2 separate regions of the Mus musculus genome follow, and region 1 is linked to region 2. A link is a contact called in public HiChIP or PLAC-seq data. All regions are on one chromosome and are shown on one strand. The core of a region is the stretch at or near the end of the contact, and the rest is flanking DNA. Distances in the headings are between cores, read along the strand shown.

What was found. HiChIP or PLAC-seq counts read pairs in DNA pulled down with a chosen protein or histone mark.
Region 1: an H3K27ac HiChIP or PLAC-seq map of embryonic stem cells shows a contact between it and region 2, with 9 read pairs. The contact joins the promoter of Gjb4 here to the promoter of Smim12 in region 2. A contact is called at or near these places in 4 of 39 promoter capture datasets (the 3T3-L1 cell line, embryonic stem cells and trophoblast stem cells), 3 of 15 datasets of contacts at CTCF or cohesin (the NIH/3T3 cell line and embryonic stem cells), 52 of 484 Hi-C or Micro-C datasets (B cells, the C2C12 cell line, the Patski cell line and 13 more), 14 of 115 datasets of contacts at active chromatin or transcription factors (embryonic stem cells, large pre-B cells and pancreatic cancer cells) and 3 of 9 other capture datasets (adipose tissue, embryonic stem cells and liver).

Annotation. Positions count from the first base shown.
Region 1 is chr4:127,351,862-127,355,852 of GRCm38.p6, forward strand. Gjb4 (gap junction protein, beta 4) reads right to left here and starts at 2,220. Exons shown (of 2, transcript NM_008127.4): 1 at 2,172-2,220; 2 at 1-620. The coding sequence starts at 285. It overlaps Gjb5 (gap junction protein, beta 5), which reads right to left. Exons shown (of 2, transcript NM_010291.3): 2 at 2,948-3,991. The coding sequence ends at 3,673.
Region 2 is chr4:127,242,526-127,246,070 of GRCm38.p6, forward strand. It overlaps Smim12 (small integral membrane protein 12), which reads left to right and starts at 1,259. Exons shown (of 2, transcript NM_030252.2): 1 at 1,259-1,373.

The DNA.
Region 1 (3,991 bases), core at 970-3,469, 110 kb after region 2:
CACATGCATGACCACTAACAGGGAAGGACAGGTGACCAGGATGAGCTGCAGGGCCCAGAGGCGCACGTGGGACACGGGGAAGAACTCATCATAGCAGACGTTGGGGCAGCCTGGCTGCTTGGTATTGCAGATGAAATCCTTTTGATCGTCGTCCCACACCTCCTCTGCCGCCACCACATACACCAGCACCCGGAAGATGAAGACCACAGACAGCCAGATGCGGCCCAGTGCCGTGGAGTACTTGTTCACACCACTCAGGATTCCCTGGAGAAATCCCCAGTTCATGCTGGCTGTGTCCTCGGTGCCTCACGTGGACGTGTGTGTGTGCCCTTGTGTGCTAACCTCTCAGACTCTGGGAGTCACGAGGCCTGGGAGAGCCTGCAGATGGATGTCTTTGTAGATGATGCTGAGGACTAGATGGTTTCACAACAACCATGAGGACATTTGTGTCGTCATTCACGGTGACTCAGTGGTGGGACGGTCACGGTCCCCATTTCACAGGAAAGTGTGTGATGGCTGAGAGGTGAGAGGTCTCCTGCCCGAGATCACAGCAGCAAGTAGCACAGGTGGTCTTGAACCTTGGCCTTCAGATTCCGACGGAAGTCAGCATCTCTTTCCTTCTACAACGTAACAAGCACATGGAAGATCAACACCACATACGCCCTGCCAGCCAACCCGTGTCTCAACCACAGTGGCCCAGAGACTTCTAGAGTCAGATGGCTTTGGGGACTGGATGAAGGCAAGAAGGGACAGGGTAGGCAGGCCTTAAGTGGGTGTCAGATTCATTGCATTTTTCCTGAACCCAGCATGGGCAGGGCTCTGGGTTGGGAATGCCCACTCTGACTCCTTGGGAGATTTCTCAGAGCAGTTTCCATCCTTACTCCTTTGTGGCTCTGGAACTTTGTGAGACATCCCTTTCCAAACTAAACAAAGGCTCTTCTGCAATCGGTGTGGCTTGGCCTCTTTCCCACCCTGCTGTGTCAGTGCAGAACAGACAGGCATTCTTTTTTATTCATCTCTTTTATTGTCTTGAGATCTGGACCACAGTTGGTCCCTCTGGAATTCCAACCATTTCATGGGTATGTGTATGTGTATGTGTGTGTGTGTTTGTGTATGTATGTCTGTGTTTGTGTGTGTATGTATATGTGTTCGTGTGTGTGCACATATGTATGTGTATTTGTGTGTTTGTGTGAGTACATCTGTGTGTTTGTGTGTGTGTTTGTATATGTGTGTGTTGCTGTGTGTATGTATGTGTTTGTGTGTGTATGGGATAAGGATTGTATGTGTGCATTTGTGTGTGTATATATGTGTATGTAAGGGATAAGGATTGTATGTGTGTGTTTGTATGTGTATGTGTGTTTGTGTATGTATGTATGTATGTGCGTGTGTTTGTGTTTATGTGTGTGTATTGTGTGTTTGAATGTATGTGTGTGTTTGTATGTGTGTATTATGTGTTTGTGTGTATATGTGTGTTTGTGTGTGTGTGTATGTTGTATGTGTGTGTGTGTGTGTGTGTGTGTGTGTATAAGGGATAAGGAGGAGGCAGGGGCTGGGTACCGGCATGGTCTTTGCCCCACCACTGATCTTTCTTCCCAGGTGCACCCCTCTTCTCTGACTGCCTAATTAGTGGCTGGCTGAGAGTCATGTCTCTCATTTTCATACAGGCCATGTTTGTGTACCCCAGCCTTGTGCTCCCTGGCTCTGGGGTACTTAGGGTGTTCCATCTCAAGCCGTCCTTGTACCATCCCTGACTCAGCTCCTGGTTTCTGCAGCCATGTATCCCTGGGACACGTGCTGAGGCCCCTCTGTCTTCCACTGCAGGGAGCATCACCCATACCTCATTGGCCCAGGCTTCCTTGTTAGCCTGCTGGAGGCTGGAAGGCAAACTGGACGTCTCTGTCTCCTGGGACAAAGCTTTTTGTCAGGCCCAGTGCATTCTCAATGGATCCTAGCTGAACTGAGCTATGGCTTACTCTTTCCCAATCTCTTCTGGATTCTCCTCTGGTCCTCTGTCCTCTGTATAGCACATTTCCTTTCCTCTGTGGAGTTTTCCTAGTGTTCTTTCAGGGTCCCTGCCCACCCCTGGTTCCCTTTGGGAAGCTAAGTCCCCAGCCCTAGGTTTCCCCGGGGACCTCCCCCCACAGCCGTCTCCAGCTGTATTCGGTCCTCACCCTTCTTGGGTCCCCGTGTCCTCACTCTCCGGTGCCGGCTTGTCTGTCTGCCTGAGGCCGTCCTGGAGGCAGCTTTTGTTCCTCACTTACCAGCAGGGTGGGGCTTTCTGAGCCAATGAGCCAAGAGAGAGTGCTGGAGTGGGTAGGCAGGCTGGGCAGAAGGACTTCCCTGGGCACAGTGGCAGAGCAAACACCTGTGGCTCATCTCTTGGGCCCACGCCTTCCTCCTCCTGCCTGTCTGGGTTGGTAGGTATGTGGGTGGGACTGGAGTGATGGAGGCTGGAGTTTGGTATCAAAATGTCCAGGTACAGGATGGTGCTAGTGACACAGATCCTGTTCCTTTCAGCTTGCCATGTGTGTCCCTCTTCCTGTGCCCTGGTTCCCAACTCTCTCTTTTGGCCTCAGGCAACTGGTTCTGAGATCCTTAGCGGCTGGTTTTTATGGAAGGGGATAGCCTTGATTCAGCCTGTGACTTGTGCCACGCTGGTGGGGAATATATATTTTCTGTTTTGGAACCCAGATAAGCCACCTGGATTTTCGAGGCCCACTGCCCTGCTGGAGACAAGGAATGCAGGCTGGTGATTTCAAAGGCTGCTGTTGGCTTGGTGCCAGGCCTGTAACCTTGTTGTGTGCCCTGTGGTCCTAGGCTTCTGCTGGAAATGGCTCTGGAGAAGCTGGAGTGTGGTCCAGCAGGGGCTACAGAGGGGTGCTGGGCTTGCGTCCAGCAGAGACAGTGAAGGTTAATAATGTACACCCAAGGAAGGGCCCCTCTGCTTCACTTCACACAAGCATTTATTATTGAGCACTCCCTAACAGCAGTGATTCACACGTACGTGGCCTTTTTGGCTGGCTAACTCTGGTCGTGCCAGGTACTTGCCATTGCTCACAGTGACCCCCACAGGCAATGCATTAGGAACTCAGCTGAAGTTGTCCGAGTTCTGATGCAGCCACGCTTACTCAGAGTCTGGGTGTTTTCCATCCCAACATACGGTTCTGCCAAACTCCATCATCTCTGCAGACACCCACAGCCCAGACTTCCAGCTGGGACAAAAGGTTAGCTTTGGAACAGCCCTGAGGAAAAGTTAGATACTCCTTTTCTAGAGGAGAGGGAAACCCCTTGACTTCAGGAAGGGTACAAAGGCCAAGACCCAAAGGACACCTTGAATCTGTAAACCCATTTATCTTTATTTAGCTCTCACCCTGGGCCACACAGGAAGGCATTTGCTCATCGGTGCCTTCGTGAAACTCCCCTCCCAGGAGCCCTGCGAAGTGGCCCTCGGTGTGTTTATTTAACAGAAAAGGAAATGGAGGTACAGAGGAGAGGGGTGACTCAGCGAAGGCCAGTCAGCCGGGAGGCACAACTGGATCCCAAAGCTCTGGGAGTCCTCCCTTTTGCTTGCCTCCAATGCCAACTCAGCTCTTCTCCCCATCAGCTACATTCATGAGAGATTCTGGAACCTTCCAGGTCATGCCCACCCTGCCAGTCCAGTCTAGGGACCCTTCACAGAATGGTTTTCTTCACGTGGGCTCGAGGGCGGTCTGGTAACAGAGGCGGGTGAGCGTCCGAGCCCAGAAAGATGAGGTCGCATGAGAGGAAGTCCTTCTCTTTGCTAGGAGAGTTGGCCCAGTTTGGGTCATTCTTTGCATGTGCAGTGGGTGGTCTCCTCAGCTGCGCACACTCAGAACACCGCTTAATCACTAGGTAGATCAGCTCCACAAGGTTAAGCAGGATGCAGATGACGGCCGTGACCACCATGAAGACAATGAAGATGTTTTTCTCGGAGGGCTTGGCAATGAAGCAGTCCACTGTGTTGGGACAC
Region 2 (3,545 bases), core at 9-2,508:
GTGCTTACCCAGGTCTGCTGGAGGGAACTTCTAGTCACTATTAAGATCCAGCTTAGGGATCTGTCCTTCCAGGGAACCTCCACTCATTCTTCTTGTATGGACGGACAGTGTCCTCTGTTATGACACTGTGTGGGTCTTCCTGTTTCTTCTCCATCCAGGAAACTACGGAGGGCAGTCCCCATTTGTATCGCCAATGTCTAGCTTGTAGAATGGCTAAATGCCAGCCTGTGTTCTAGACTGTTCTGATCTCTTCCCACAGATTCAATGCACAAGTAATCAAGGTCTGATAATCACGGTTGCTAATTTCTGGCAGCTTCTTCCTCCCCATCTTCGCTGTCAGGCTTAGCTTTGGGCTCTTTGATCTAAAAGAGGAAGAATCTCTAACTTGACAGTACAGTCTTGAAGACGCTTCCTGTGAGAGTACCCGTGACCTTGAGAAATGGCTCACTGCTAACTTAAGGGAAGCTGGGTAGACTTAAGGGAAGCTGGGTAGAGCACTCCAGGTAGATGAAAGAACATGGACACACAGGCTTCAAACGTTGATTTTTAGCATGCTATTAGTGGGAAGGAGACTGGTCAGGTTGAGAGCAGTGTGGGCAGGTTGAGAAGGCAGGACTATGGTAGTCCATTAGAGAGCTTGGGGTGTGAGGCTTTTTCTTATATGTGATAAGTATAATTCCGCTCAGGGACAGGGGAAACATGGAGGAAGGAGAGTGAGTACTTGCGATCAGAGGGTCTTGGTACTTTCAGCAATTTGTAGACTCACTAACGCTACAATCTAGTTCCCTGCGAGATGTGTGCCTGGCACAGTATTTTACAAACAAGATGTTATCTAACCCTTGCAACATCCCTGCTGAAATGGAAGGTTTTAACGCTATGCAGAAGAATTGAGGCTCAGATTAATTAATGATGTTCCCAAGGACACACAGCCTGAAAGCACAGATCCCAAGAAGATTGAAAGTACTAGGTTATTCTCTGCTACGGGAGCTTCTGGAGGTCAGGGGTTGGGTTTTCGGTTTCAGTAATATCCGACCTAGGTAAGTCTCGGAAGACACCTAATGAACTTCATTTGGATCAATGAAAGCTGACTATTCTTTTTTCTTCTTCACAAGCATGTGGCAACGTCACAGGGGAGCCTCCGAGCCGTCAGGGGGCGCTATACTATTCTGCGTTTAGTCCAACGCAGGGTCGGGTGCCTGGCTTCCTTTCTTCTGTAGCTGGCTGGAGCTCAGCCAATCGCTGCTCTCCGAGAGATGCCAGTGGGCGGGGCCTCGGGCGCGCCCCGCGGGCCACTGGGAACCTCGGCGTCCCTGTTGCTCCCGGCTAGCGGGCGCAGCGCGGGACCTGTCCGGGGTGTGCGGGCTGGACCGCAGGTGAGTTCCCAGGGCTGAGGGCACTTCGCTTCCCAGGATCGCTGGCCCCCAGTCCCACGGGAACGGCTCCTCCTAGTTGAGGGAGCGATGGTTTCCGTGACCCGCTCGGCCTCGGCCAGCTTTTGGTGGCCGAGTGTGGACTGTGGTCAGATCTCGTCCGCCTCAGGCCCCTGCAGGCCGAAGGGTGACGAAGCCACGCGTGTGGCGTGACTGGACAGGGAACAGGAGCTGATGACCCGAACCTCACTGGCGCTCCCATCCCAACTTGGCTGGCTGTCAAGGCTGATGGTTTCACCTTCTCGGACCTCCTACGACTGCTCTCATTTGGAGAGCTTCCGGTGGGCTCAGGCACTGGGACAGGTTTCCTGGCGGCCCGGTTGACCTGTACCTGGAGCCTTTGGCTGGCGCCCCTGCGTGTCGGGCTGGAAATAGGCGTTGCAGTATTTGGGAAACACTTGTGCTACTTACATTTTGATACCTTCGGGATGACTTCATGAAGTCTAGCTGCTTATGATCATATCCCTATACCCCTTTGTGAGTGCGGGTGGAAGGCTGCTGTAGTCTTCCATAAACAAAGCAACATGTTTATGCTGCCTGTCATTCATTCGACCAACAAACTTTTTTAGCTCTTTGCTAGGGAGGATAGCAAGGGTGGGAAGAGGCACAGAGCATAGGACGATCCGGACATCCTTAGTTCTTAACCTTGTGGAGCTCCAGGGTGTTTTGAGAGCTGTAGACAGGTAGGGTAGGCCCACATAGCTTACCGAAGAGAAGGTTGTGTTGTATACATGGATGACTGGAATTCGGACAAGAGCACATAGAACTTGGGCTTTCTATGTACAAGAGTAATACTCATAGACTGGTGCTTGATATGCCCGCCCTAAGACAAATTGGAAAATTGAGAGTCTCTACCCAGGAATTGTATAAAGGACTTGCACTTGGTGTGGACCTGTGATCACAAGCACTTGGCACTGGAAACAGGAGCGTCGGCAGATCAAAGTTATCCTTAGCTACTTTGAGGGTTTGAGGCCAGGCTGGGTGCCATGAGAACCTGTCTTAAAAATAAAAACAAGCCCAACGGTGGTGGCACATGTCTTTAATCTTGGCACTAAGGAGGCAGAGGCAGGCCAGTCCAGTCTCTGAGTTTGAGGCCAGCCTGGTCTACAGAAGGAATCTGAATGGCAGGGCTACACAGGGAAACCCTATCTCAAAAAACCAAAACCAGCTGACCAAACAAACCCCAAAACTTAAAACAGAAAATAGAACGAAGTACTGAGTTAAAAATAGAATGGAGGATTGAGTTTGGGGTTCTTTGGAGCTTCCCCTCTTTGTTAATGTGTACATTGTAAGGTTTCTCGGATCTCATGATATAACTTCAGAGCTCAGAAGGAAGGAAGACTTTCAGTGTAATGAAAAGCCAAGCTAATGGGGAGCTGTAGGAGGCCCTCCACACATCTAGGGTGTGAACGGACACCATGCATACATCTGCAGAGTGTTCTTTCTGCTAGAAAAAAAGCCCAGGCTTGGCCTCAGACCAGCGGGCCTGCCACTTGTATGATTTTGGCAAGCTGACACAGTGTCTTTGAGCCACTATGGCCTTGGACAAGAATCTGGGCTCCTCGTTCCTACATCATAGAGATGTGAGGGTCAGGCGATGACCAGGGGAGATATGGTAGAGCATAGGGCATGGTGTCAGGTCAAAGGAGCAGGAAGAGAAACTTGAATCTTGCTGCAGTTCTTTGCCTTTGAAGGTCCATGTGTAGTGTCAGGCCCACAAGACACCCAAGTTCCCCCAAAGAGAATAAAAGGGGGAAATGAGGAGCCTTCAAATCTTCCATGAGGTCTGGATGTCTCACCGTAGAGCCGAGAGAGAGAGAGAGAGAGAGAGAGAGAGAGAGAGAGAGAGAGAGAGAGAGAGAGGTGTTGGAGAAACAGTTATGGAAGCATAAACACGGGCAAGTGACTCCATGCTGATGACTAAGGCGAGCATGTGAACATTGGAGAACACTGTGTGTGTGAAGTGCTTAGCCCAGGGCCCAGCTTGGAATAAGCACTCAGTAGATGGTGGTAGCTTGCATTATTACATTCATTGCCAGCAGCCTTTTATGATTGTAACGGTAATTAAATAATGGTATAAATAGTAATTTAATAGTGGTAATCATTTGTGACTAA